2 separate regions of the Pan troglodytes genome follow, and region 2 is linked to region 1. Evidence: chromatin contacts called from public Hi-C data. All regions are on one chromosome and are shown on one strand. The core of a region is the stretch at or near the end of the contact, and the rest is flanking DNA. Distances in the headings are between cores, read along the strand shown. Region 1 has its middle 98 kb from the start of ARID1B. Region 2 overlaps ARID1B (AT-rich interaction domain 1B).

The links. Hi-C and Micro-C count contacts between places; a contact is called where the count stands out from the background.
Region 2: a contact with region 1 is called in a Hi-C map of stem cell-derived neural progenitor cells, with 4 times the contacts expected there. The contact joins two enhancer-like sites. A contact is called at or near these places in 1 of 7 Hi-C or Micro-C datasets (stem cell-derived neural progenitor cells) and 1 of 1 datasets of contacts at active chromatin or transcription factors (stem cell-derived excitatory neurons).

The regions. Positions count from the first base shown.
Region 1 is chr5:168,645,069-168,651,406 of NHGRI_mPanTro3-v2.0_pri, reverse strand. No RefSeq gene overlaps it. Among named protein-coding and RNA genes, the nearest start is that of ARID1B, 98 kb to the left of the region's middle. Within about 2 kb of position 3,061, at least 24 of the 24 cell types and tissues checked have an H3K27ac peak or open chromatin away from gene starts, as enhancers often do. A contact at or near this core is called in stem cell-derived excitatory neurons and stem cell-derived neural progenitor cells, where this site is marked.
Region 2 is chr5:168,989,833-168,996,622 of NHGRI_mPanTro3-v2.0_pri, reverse strand. All of the region lies in intron 4 of ARID1B (AT-rich interaction domain 1B), which reads right to left. Among named protein-coding and RNA genes, the nearest start is that of ARID1B, 250 kb to the right of the region's middle. Within about 2 kb of position 5,367, at least 23 of the 24 cell types and tissues checked have an H3K27ac peak or open chromatin away from gene starts, as enhancers often do. A contact at or near this core is called in stem cell-derived excitatory neurons and stem cell-derived neural progenitor cells, where this site is marked.

The sequences.
Region 1 (6,338 bases), core at 1,812-4,311:
ATTTGGAATTTCTTCCAAGGATGAAAAGGACATGGTAAATAATGTCTGAATGAGTTTTCTTACCTACATTGCCACTGCCATCTCTTATTCAAAGGAATATCTCCATTCATATGGCTGCCATAAAGCAAATCCAATGGTAGGAAGACAAGATGGAAGCATCAGATGATCCCCTCGGCATTGACACCTGCTCCCATTTAAGAGATGGGGAGAGAAGCCAGCGTGTTAAATGGTAACAGTTCCTGTCATTCCATGTATACTTAACAGGTGCCAGGATGTGCCAAGCACTTTGGATATGGAGCTCATTTTGCCCTCCAACCCTATGGAGTAGGAATGCTAACACCTAGATTTTCAGGGGAAGAGATGGCAAACTGGAGCAGGTAGGTCACTTTCTCAAGGTCACGAAACTAGTAAGTAGCTGTGTCAGTCAGGATGACTTAAACTGAGCTTTGATAACAAAGAGCTCCCAAATCTTAGTGGCTTACAATATCAAAGATTTATTCCTCCCTCCTGCTAAATGTCTACCAAGGTCTCTGGAGGCTTCTTCCTCCATCTAGGACCTCGGCAGACACTACCAGGACACTGCTGGTTGTCATGCAAGTGGAAAAGGAGAAGACGGCAAAGTGCTCAATGCTGGCACATGTTACTTCTGTTTATTTTGTTGGCCAGAGGCTGTCACATGGTACCTGTAACTTCAGAGGGCCAAGGAAGTACACTCTTATTATCTCAAAGGGAGAGGAGGAATTTTTGCAGACAGCTCTAATGACCACCACAGTGGTAAAGGAAGGATCCCAGAAGAAAGGCATTTTCTAAAGCCTATGCTCTTTGCTCCTATGAGAGCTACCACTCACGGAGCCCTGGGCGCCTCGTGGGGTCTGAGCACTAAGCGTTTTACAGATATAATTTCTGGTCTTCACAGCCACTTGTTAGGTAGATGCTAATATTCCCTTCATTTCGAGATCAAGTTGCTGAGGCCCAGACAGGTCTTGAAGTAGCTTGAGCCAGATGGTACAGAGAGTAACAAATAGCACGTGTGCAGGCCTCTGATTAGTATGACTCGGGAGGCTCTCTTCTTTCCTTCTTTGCCTTGAGGATTTCCAATGCCACAGACATCATTTCAGTTTCACAACAGAAAACTCACATACATTTTCACAAGATTAAAACTTTGCTTAATCTTGTGTTCATTCATTTATTGTTTTATTAATTGCTCATTGTAAAAATTCAGGTAATACAGGCATGAAGGGGAAAGTGAAAAATCACTAACAATCAAAACATGAAGAGAGAGCCGCTGCTAACATTTTAAGTATGTCCCTCCAGATCTGCTCATCTGTAACTTGTTTCTTCACATAACAATAGATTGTGAACATCCTTCCAATAAATACACTGCAGTTTTAATGACTGCATAATACTCTATTGAGTGACTGTGCTACAATTTAAAATTCCTTGATGATCCACATTTATCTTCTGTTTAATCTCTCCCTCTTCTCTTGTTAATTCTGAGTTCCAGCTCTTTCTTAACAGTGATGTCTAAAATCTCCTGTGTCTTATGATACAGGATAAGACACAGGTCTCTTATGATAAGAGACCTTATGCTTTCGCATTGTTATGGTCAAAGATCTTTAATCAAAACACTAGTTCCTCTTTGTTACCTCTTTTCTTTCTCCCTCTTTCATAAAGACCCCCCACAAATGGTATTAAATGTTTTGTTCTCGGAGTTTCAGGCCAGGGATTTTCCTTGACATTTCTTTTTTGTTTCATGTACTTTTTCTGAAATTCCCCAATAAACTGTCCTGTTTTTCTTTTTACTTTTGTTTTTGTATATCCACATTGCTTATTTTATTATATATTTGCATGCCCATATTCCAGAACCACTGAACAGCATGTTTTGTGCTTTTCCTGGCTGTTACCTGTGTGGCAAGGTATTCAGTGGCTTCCTGGCTTCCTTTTCTATGCCCCCTGAGTAAACCCCCTATGCAGATTCATCACTTTCCTACTCATTGTAGGTTCCCTGCTTTGCTCATGTTGTTCCCTCAACCTGGAGTGGCCTTTACTGTCATCTAGAGTTGGTCTTCAGAATCCAGCTCAAATGCCTGGCCTTTCACAAAGCACCGTCTGACCCTTTAACTGTTCTTTCCTCTGTGCTTGGTAGCATTTTACTATCACTTCCAGTGTATACTCAGGAGTCATCTACTGAGCACCTATGGTGTACCCTGGAGGGCTGGGGCAGAACAGACAACAATTAGCCTTGGTATCCACCCTCTAGGAGTCCGGGGAAATAGGAAAACAGAACTGGAACCCAGTGTAGTCCAGGCTGAAATGGAGGTCAGCAGAGACGCCAAGATAATGACAGGGCCACGCCAGCGCTCGCTGGCTTTTTTTTAAGGAACGCTTTCCCTTAGGAAAAATCAAGATCCTGAGGGAGAAGTGATCCTTTTTAATTCGCCTTTTCGGGACTTTGTGGCAGCGCTTAACGCGCCTTATGCTTAATGGCACACGTCGGGGGCCTCCCGGGAGATGACGGGTGGGCGGACCCCAGGCGCAGGTCCAGTCCCATTACCCACATTTGCCGGAGCCCAGTCTACTTTTCACATCTTTCATTCCCCCTGAAATAGATGCACATTCGCCTCCAGATTTAGAATAGGAGCAATGAGTATTTCACGAAAGCCTGGAAAATATGACTTTTCCAGAAATGGCTTAAGTCGGTCATAGATCTTCAGGCTCCTGGCAACTGCGGGACGGGGATGTGCCCTAATTGCATCCATTTCCTCCCAGGCCTGATTGGGAATCTTGCACCGGCATCGCGAGCCCCGCTCTTCGGCCTCCAGGAGCGAGTGAGGGACGCGGGAGAGGGGCTTTTCTTCGGGGTGCGCGTCCCCCTGCCGCCGGCTTCTCCAGCTCCTCGCCGGGCCGCGCTGCCGCCCAAACTCCGCGGCGCCGCCCGCTCCGCGCCCGGCTCCGGCCCAGGTTTTGCGGCCCGCCCGCCGCCGCGCTAGCCGAGCCGGAGGCTGGCGCCGCCGAGGCCGCCGCGGCCGGGGCGTGGGGGCCGCACCGCGCACGCGCGCCCGCGGCGTCTGAGGCTCCCTGCGCCCCGACTCCGCGCGGCCGGAACCCTCGCGCCGCCGCCCCGCCCGGAGCCGCCCGGGACCCGGACCCCGCTCGCCCCGCGCCGGGCGGGGACTATTTTCTCTGCCCGTGTCCTCTCCTCTCCCCACGCCGGGAGGAACATTCCTGGCTCTCCCCGCCCGGCTGCGTCTGTGCCCGCTCCTCCCCCGCCGCGTGTTTTCCGCCCCAGTAAAGATCGTGCCACACAAATAAGCCTCGAATGCCCTTTGCCGAGCAGGCGGGAGGGCAGCAAGCGCAGAGCCCGAGCGGGCCATTTTCAGGGCGCGTCTCCGGAGCCGCTAAAAGTCTTGTTTTCTCCCAAAAGTGGAAGGTGGGAGGTGGGGCGGTCGTGGGGCCGCTTCCAACTGCTACACACGCTCGAATAGTTGTCAGTAAAATCAAACTGACGTCAGCCCCGAGGAAAAAGATAGGTCTCTTTTGTTCTCATGTTCTCCCCCCGCCCCTTGCGATCAAAGGCAAAAAACATTTTTTTGGAGGTGGGGGGAAAGACAAAAAGGGGGAAAAAATTGCAATGCAGAGAGATAGCTTCCATTAGAGCTCCTGCCCGGGCGATGGGAATGTTTAATGAATGCATCAAGCCTTTTGATCACCCTCGCTCGGTTGGGTTCAGTAGTGCCGGAAGGTTAGTTGCATCTCCTGTGGCTGATCTGAAATTCGATCAGCAGAGGGGGCAAAGAAAAGAAAAGCATTTTAATGGGAATCAATAGAGGATCATAGGTCTTGGAAGGAAATACGTGTTGATTAAAAATGCCACAAGATTAAAAAATGTCCACGACTTGTTTAAAAAGAGAAAAAGGAAAAAACAGAGAGGAGAGAAGAGAGAGAGAGGAGAGAGGAGAGGGGGAGGAGGAGGGAAAAAAACCCTTAGCAATCTATTTTCTCTGTGTGTTGCTGCCAGAGAGGCAGTCAGCAGACCAACAGTTTGTGTAATGCTTCAAGCTACAGCGGGCAAATTTAAAGCTGTATGCTCAGAACAACATAATAAATACTTATTGAAAATGCATTTCTATTTCTAAGCGGGGTTCACTCATGCATTATACAAAGCACCTAGGGCTGCAGTAGCGAGACGCAAGGGGACAAATAAGGTGAACTGTGGCTCAAGTTCTTAAAACTAAACTCTCCAGCTTTTAACAGTTGACAGCAAGAACATAGACACTTAAAAAATGTATAAAAAACTAAACGAATAGCTTGAAAGATACCACGGACTTAAATTGTCTGAAACTTAAAGTTGTAATTTAAAAAAATCTGATAACTGAGGTTGAGGAGAAGGATAGCAAGGGGAGTTAGTGGTAGATAGCATATTGATTGGGTTACAGAGTGGAAAATTATTGCCCTGTAGGTAGAGAAAGTGATCAACAGTGTGATAAAAACGGTGGAAGGTTTTATGACTATCCATCTACTACAGTGGGAAAGGGAAAAAGGTATTTTAAACCCATTCTTTGACAGAAAAACACAAATATACACCCTGTTTGCATAGCCTTTTAGAAAGAAATCAATTTACATTTTTACATTTTTGCATGTTAAACAAAGTTTCTTCATTGCAGTGGTGGAGCCTTCCTTTCAATAGCCTTTTAGGGAGTCCTCCAGATCTCCTGCATTCTAGTCCTACCCTTTACTCATCTTCCTCATTTTTACCTTTTCTTTCAATCTCTTTGAAGGACGTAAAAAGCGTCAAAGAGGTTTCTCAGGGCAATTTCCCTTGGATGTTCCTAATATTTAATTTCAGTAGTTTGGATAAAGGGGGATCTGTTATAATGGAGGTTTCCTTGTTGAGCCACGAATTATCTTACCTCAATATTTTTGGTCTCTACTAGATTATAAAATCCTTGAAGGCAGGGGATGTATCTCCTCTATCATTCATATTTCCAACAATGCCCCTTAGAACAAAACCTTGCACCTGGGAAATAGTAGAGAGAGCTCATTGAGCACTTTGGGTTAATAGCGGTAGATGGGCCATTGGATTTCAGAGAGGAAAAGTCATTGCTGGGTAACCTCAGAGAAGTGACTTAGCTCCTCTGAGCTTCAGGTTCCTCATCTGTAAAGTTTGAATGCTTATATCTAGCTACCAGGACTCACTTTTGTGAATGAAATGCTCATAAAGCACACTGTGTAATGTGCAATATCTGGCTATATATACATATATATCTAAATACATATACATATATAATGTATCTAAATATATCTATAAATTTTATGTTCTATCTATCTATCTATCTGCCTATCTTGTTCCTTCTCCTAAGATTTCTCCCACCCAGAAGCCCTGACTCCTTTATTCACACTCTGATGTGTCCCCGCCTTGAATCTGGACTGTAGCTGGATTGATGCTTTATGACGTTCAAGGCTAGATTATAAGAATCTTGCTGCTTCTACTTGGGACTCTTGGAATGCTCACTCTTGGGACATTCCCTCCTAGGACCCAGCTGCAATCTTCAGGAATCAGGGATCTTGTGTAGGTGAGATCAGGTGGACAGGTTGATAGTGTGCAGTGAACTCCCAGCCAACAGATGACATCAACTGCCAGCCATTCACTGCCAGCCAAGTGAATAGGCCATTTTGGATGGCCAGGCCTGTCCAAACTTCTGATGACTCCAGCCCCAGCTGTTGTCTGACTGCAATTGTATGAAAGACCCCAAGCAAGAACTGCCCAGCTGAGCTTAGTCAGCCCATAGAACCGTGAGAGGTAATATATAAAATGTGCAAATAAAAAAATAATTTTACAGTAGGTACAAAACCTGCTTGTTGAATAAACAGAAATGAAATAAGCTAGCTGCTTGGCAATCTCTTCCTTACCCCTTCCCTCCTGCCCCTGTTATTCTTTGACACCCCCAGTGGCATGCCAGCCCTTATTCCTGAGGCTATTAAGCTAACTGTGACTACATTAAAATGGAATTTGGTAAGCCCTTTCCTCAGGAGGCTTAGAGTCCAATTGGGCAAGAAGAAACTTTTCAAAAGGGGAAGCCATTTATGCACTGCTAGGTCCTGGCATAGAATAATGATTGTTAAACTATCTGTTGTTAAATGGAAACATTATTTTCTGTAACATGCTGATTGGAGGGAGGAAAGTTTATCTAGGGTTTGAGCTGGCCTTTGCTTGTAGGGATTTTTTTTTTTTTTTTCAGCTTCTTTTTGATGTAGTTCTACCTTTCCTGGGAAAATCTTAAGAGTTCAGGAGAACAAATTTCTACCAGTTTGGAAGCCACCAAAATGAGAAGATATAG
Region 2 (6,790 bases), core at 4,118-6,617, 340 kb before region 1:
GTGGCTCATGCCTGTAATCCCAGCACTTTGGGAGGCTGAGGCAGGTGGATTGCCTGAAGTCGGGAGTTTGAGACCAGCCTGGCCAACATGGTGAAACTCTGTCTCTACTACAAATACAAAAATTAGCCAGGCATGGTGGCGGGTGCCTGTAATCCCAGCTACTCAGGAGGCTGAGGCAGGACAATCTCTTGAACTCACCAGGCGGAGGCTGCAGTGAGCCGAAATTGCGCCACTGCACGCCAACCTGGGCAACAGGGCAAGACTCCACCTCAAAAAAAAAAAAAAAATCTATTCCAGCACAATGTTACAGCCACTTTGGAGAAGAAGCCTGGTAGTTTCTTACAAAGGTAAATGCAGTCTGCTATATGATCCAGCAATCCTCTACTTCTAGGTATTCACCCAAGAGCAAGAAAATATATTAACATGAAAACCTATATGAGAGTGTTTAGGGAGGCTTTCATCATAGTTGACAAAAACTGAAAACAATCCAAATACCCTTCAACTGATGAGTGGATAAACAAAACTATGATCATAGCCAAACAATGGAAAACGACTCACCAATGAAAAGGAATTAACTACTGATACAAACAAGGAAATGGATGACTCTCAAATGCACTGTGCTAAGTAAAAGAAGCCTGACTCAAGAGGCCACCCACTGTATGATTCCATTCATATGACATTCTGGAAAAGGCCAATCTACAGAGAAAGAAAACAGATCTGTGGCAGCCAGGACTTGGGTGTTAACAGAGAGGGACTAACTATAAAGATAGAGGGGAACTTGTTAAGGTAACAAGAATGTTCTATCATCCTACTAGAATACTGTTCTGCCTTACACATCATTGTTATGCATTTCTCAACATAGTAATCCATCCACAATGCTCAGAAAACTTTCATCTTGTCCAAATATTCAGACATGAATTCAAACAATATCCTATAGTTTCTCATCTTAAAATTCCTTTAGTTTCCACCGTGTAACACATCTTTTTGTTCTGAGAAAGTGTTCTAGAATACAGAGTTAAATTTTACATGATAATTTCTAGACATTTCTGCATAATTTGGGAATTGCTACATTTTTCTTATGGAGGAGGTCAAAGTTTTTGAGTTTTTTGCTTTGGAGTAAGGAAGGAATCATTTACTAAAATTCTTTGTTATTTAATACAACTACATATAAATGTCAACTTCAACATGAAAACCAGCAAATCAACTTAAAATCAGAACTGCAGCCAATGGTGAAATCGTCTGTACAAGCGCAGGCATGAAAATTATTACACAACCTTCAGATCTGAAGCATGGCACTTAACACATCATCACTATACCTTTTTCTTATAGCTCAGAAATGTATGGAACTACACCATGAAGTTCCTTTCTACTCAATAGCAAAAAGCTTGAAATGTAGTCTCAAGGATGAAAAGCCAGATTTTGGTTTTTTTTCTTTTTTGTTTTGTTTTACAGAATCTCACTCTGTTGCCAACACTGGAGTCCACTGGTGCAGTCAAGGTTCACTGTAACCTCTGCCTCCAGGTTCAAGTGATTTCCCTGCCTCAGCCACCTGAGTAGCTGGGATTACAGGTGTGTGCCATCAGATCTGGCTGTTTTTTGTTTTGTTTTGTTTTTTAAGTAGAGATGGGGTTTTGCCATGTTGGCCAGGCTGGTCTTGAACTCCTGACCTCAAGTGATCTGCCCGCCTCAGTCTCCTGAAGTTTTGGGATTAAAGGCATGAGCCACTGCATCCAGCCCCGAAAAGCTAGATTTTTGATGTATGAAACATCTACACCAAGTAAGCCCTTTCAACATTTTAATATTAAGTAGACTCAATTTGTTCACTCAATTTTGTTCATACAAATCTGCTTTTTAAACAAAAATGAGGTTTCTGAAATAATTTACAACCAAACATAAAAAGAAACTTGTCACTTGGCAGTAAGATTCATTTATGTTATGTTTTTCTAAGAGTTTATAAACAACCTTGGTCAGCGTTTGGGATGAAATGATCCCAGTTACTGAAAGAGTTAAACCACGTATCATTTTTGTGGCAGGAAGGGCATAAGAAGCAACTTCCACAGAGTGGCACTTCAGCACTGCTGACGCAAAATGTTGGAAGACAAATCTTTCTTCTACAAAGAGGCCTTCAAGTTAAGTAACATCTCTGCACAGGCAGATAAATCTCATATGAAATGTAGGCTAAATGCCATGGTTTATGTTACCAACTATTTTTAATACAAATTCACTATTTTTAAAATGGGTAAATTGGTGAAAGTTTAAAGAATAAATAACCTGAGATAACTAGCTACAATCTACATGCAAAATCTGTCAAGCCATACACTTGCTTGACATCTCACTTGAATGTATTATTTATATCAAGACTACCTTTGGCAAACCTAGGGGAGCATAGGAACCACACACTCATTATATTAGGTAGGCAAAGTTTAACTTCAAAATTTGCCGTAAACTTGGCAAATGTTTGCAGCAAATAGAAATTACTGTTGGAGGGGCAGAAGTCATAAGTGACTCCCAAATAGATATGCCTTGTTGATATTTATTTGGGTTAACATTTTAAAATCCAAGACTTTCCAAATAACATAAAATAGTGACTGCAAACCACACTTAGATGTACCTACAACGTCAGACCCATTATGAGCAATGGCAGGTAAGTGTAACAGTAGAATATGCCAGGACGATGGGGAGAAATCTTTTACTCAACCCTTATTACACTGTTTCCAAATTGCTCCAGTTTATGTAAAATAATTTGTATTGTTTTCTTTTTTAATTGTACATATCCCTTCTGAGATACACAGAAAATTAAGCTTTTCCATAAATTCAGTATTCACAAAGCTAGGGAGTTAAAAGCCTGTAAACACAAAATTCACTGACCTGCATCAATTTAAGCACTATTAAAAGAGATTGCAGCTCAAAATCTAAAAAGAGCTGCTAATCCTGCTCTACAGATAGTAACCAATCAGTGTTTATCCTCACAATGCATTTGCTCTTCCTGTTAGGAAGCGCCGGAGTGAGGAGAGGATATGGAATACAAGAGTATATCCTAGTATGCAACTCACTCCTTCTTATGAAACACCTAAATAATAAATTCAACTTAATTTAAACTGTAACTGGGCCGGGCGCGGTGGCTCACGCCTGTAATCCCAGCACTTTGGGAGGCCGAGGCGGGCGGATCACGAGGTCAGGAGATCGAGACCATCCTGGCTAACACGGTGAAACCCCGTCTCTACTAAAAACACAAAAAATTAGCCGGGCGTGGTAGCGGGCGCCTGTAGTCCCAGCTACTCGGGAGGCTGAGGCAGGAGAATGGCGTGAACCCGGGAGGCGGAGCTTGCAGTGAGCCGAGATCGCGCCACTGCACTCCCGCCCCGCCCGGGCGACAGAGCGAGACTCCGTCTCAAAACAAACAAACAAACAAACAAACAAACAAAAAACTGTAACTGGCAAATGTCATCAGTTAACAACAATGATCAAAGTCAGAAATGTCCCTGCTATTATTTTTATAAAATCTGTATACAGATCACAAACACAGAAATTGCTACATGAAAATTTCTATGCATATTCACACGTGCGGTAAACACTACAAGGCATAAAAACAAACAGAAGAATGTTAATATTCAGAACTCTTCGAGGCCATTTCTCTTAAACATTTCAAAATACTTTTGGATTCTGTCTCTACATCAACACCGAAAACTGACCCTAACCCTAACCCTACGTTGTTATAATGGATCATCAATTAAATTTGCAGAATTCCAAAATTAAGTTGCTTTGAGTCTGATAAAAATACACACATAACAAGTTATAAGTTATCTGCATAAGAATTATCAACAATAAATTAGAATGTATGGTCAAATTATATAGTCCACAGAGTGAACAAAAAGTGTAAAACCAAAGTGGCCGTCGCTGATTGCTACTAGTTGGATTAAATGCATGTCTTGGTTAATCTACTATAGTTTCATGTGTTGTTTAGCTTATTTGAAAAAGTCGTCAAATGTTCCTAGATTGCAGATTGCAACATCCTACCTAAAACACCTGCAAGTGACCAAGAGACCACCCAGTGATCCCAAAGTCTCCATGGCAGAGACAGGATGAAAAGTAATATCCCGACAAGACTCTTCAGCATTTAATTAAGAACAGGAAAGCACAGGCAGGAGATGAAACTTTACAAGCCTAGGCGTTTCTCGGCTTTTAAAAAAATGCTGTGAGTTGGTTTTCCCAGCAAGGAAGGTTGATGAGCATGCACTTGGCTCCAAGAAGCAGCTATTACACAAATAGAATCCAAGTGCCTGGCTAAGCCGCCCAGCCTCGGTGCGTCGGGTAACAGCCAATGGCGGCGGCCTGCCAGCCTCGCCCCGCCCACCTCCCGCCGGCCCCGCCCCTCCACCTCGCCCCCTTCCGCGGCCCCGCCCCGCCTCCCCGCCCTGTTCTTGGCGGCCTGGGCTCCGCGGCCCTGCTGGCGTCCTTCGTCTGTAGTTCCTGGCTTTTCCACCGTCAGCCACTCGTTTTAATTACGCGAACGGGTTCCAACTCATCCAGCCTTTAAGTTTGGGTGGTGGTTTTGAGAGGGGGAAAGAGATGCACCAAAGGAAGTAGGGGAAAAATAAAACCTTAAGCGCTGGGCGCGCCACGCGGGACGCCGAGGTTAGGGGCGCGCGGCGAGGTAGGGGGGCGGCGGCGCGAGACGGCGCAGGGGAAACACTCGGTGCCTGCGTGAGTCTGGCCGCGCCGGCTCATGTGTACGCGAAGCTGTGTCAGCAGAAACTTTAGAAAACACGCTGTGCGAGCGGCCGCCGCCTCCCGCCTCCAGGAGGAGCCTGCGCTCGCCCGGAAGGGAATGTGGCTGCGGCCGGCGCCTCCCTCCGCGGGGTCCCACAAAGGCTCATCTGTGCGCGGCGCGGCGCCGTCGGAGGAGTCCGAGCCTGTTCAGTCAGGCTGAGGACGCGGTTGTTTTCGTCCCCCTGTCCCCGCCCCCACGAGCCTACGTGCGGGGTAGGGAGGGCGGCGCCGGAACCCCCGCCCGGGTCGGGCCGAAAGGAGCGAGCGGGGCCTGCCGGCAGAGGCCGCCGGGCTGCTGTGTGACTCGGTCCCCTCCGCGCTCGCCGCCCTCATCCTCGCCAGCGCCTCCGCGGCAGGGTTAATTCCGCCCGGAGCCTGGTGGTCCCACTCCCGGGGGATTCCGGGGTCCGTGGAATCACTGGTTCTCCCTTCGGAGGAGTTGGGCTTCTTCCGTGGGCGCGGGCGAGTCTCCCCGCTGTACCGCGGGGCCGGGGCTTGAATAAAACAAAAGAAACCAAGGCGAGGTGTGGACGCGCAGTGAGGACCGGAAAGCGAGGCCTGAGAGAGCTGGCGGCCTGAAAGCGGTCCTGCGTCCTTCACACCCTGTCTCTAAAATCCCCCTCCCAAGCGGGCCCTGGCCAAGAGTAAAAGCGCAGCCGAGGAGGGAAGGACGCCGCCGCCGCGCAGGCATCCGGGCAGGGACGGGTGGGCGGGAGATTCCGGGCCGCTGTTCAGGGCAAGCGCTAAAAGTTTCCGGGTCCCCGAATTTCTCATTTCTTTATCGAGTTCTGCAAAGAAGCAACGTTCCTTCGGCCATTAATATTGTAAGAATGTATCGTTTCTAGCCACAAGTTCCAGGTTCCTTTTTGTAAGAAAATTAAGGACTCAAGTAGATCAGCCAAAGAAACCACGTACAGCATAAACTCACGTACCACTCCTTAAAAAAATAATTTATTGAGTTATGACCAAGAGTTATATAAGGGGAGAGGTAACAAATCTTTGGTGAGGAAAAAGCGATGGAAAAAATATTAGAGAAGCATAATTTTGAGGAAATTACATATAGTTTGAAACCACCACTGTTTAATATTTTGACTCGCGATCTGAGTAGGAGAAATGACCAAGCTAGGCTGTTGTTTATGTGATGCCATCTCATTCAGTTCTACCTACTATTTATAGCTCCAACAGCATCAGAAAGAAAAACACATGCCTAGTGGCTAAAGCATTCAAACACAACCCCTTATTAAAAAGTTAAAGTTTGGGTTAATTAAAAAATAATAATTTCATATTAAATATATATTTTTAGGTTCCAATTTACAGTTATGTAGTTATATATTATCGCAATAAAAAGATCTGCCCATGGACTGGTTTTTGGTTTTGAGACATGTTTAAATTACATCCCTTACAGAGTGCTCAACTTGTATGGGGGTAAATGACTAACATAAAATGATGTTATCTACAAGGTTAAAAAGCAAGAATAAAGAACTAACTACATTTTAGGTCAGTTCTTCATCACAGAAGGAATGTTAAAAATTTATTTCCATCCAATTTATTTTCTAAATATTATTAATTTTCCTTAATAAAACATTTCCTGAAAGGCAAATGTGCTTGTTATGTCTATTCCCTCCTTCCTGAAATGACTTTCTCCTATCCCTCTAACAGCTTTGTCTTTTGCTACTTCTTCATCCTCCAAGTTGTGCCAGTTTGTTTCACTCTTTATTTATCTTTGCTAAAAGAGAAAGGCAGGGGGCGAAAAAACCCTAAAGTACTTAAGATTTTCAGATGGTTCTAGTTCTAGAAACATAATGGCTGCATATGAAGGGGAAGACAGGAGTCGTCCAGATACACCCAGATTTTCTTTTGGCTTGGTGGGAAGAATGAATGGCATGGTTGTGTCCTCGGCAATTTGACATGCTTGTGGTATATCCGCGGAGGTGACCCGCTGGCAGCAGGAAATACAGGTCATGGCACAAGTTGCAGGAGACTAAAGAACATGGATTCGCAGGCAATGAGATGACAGTTG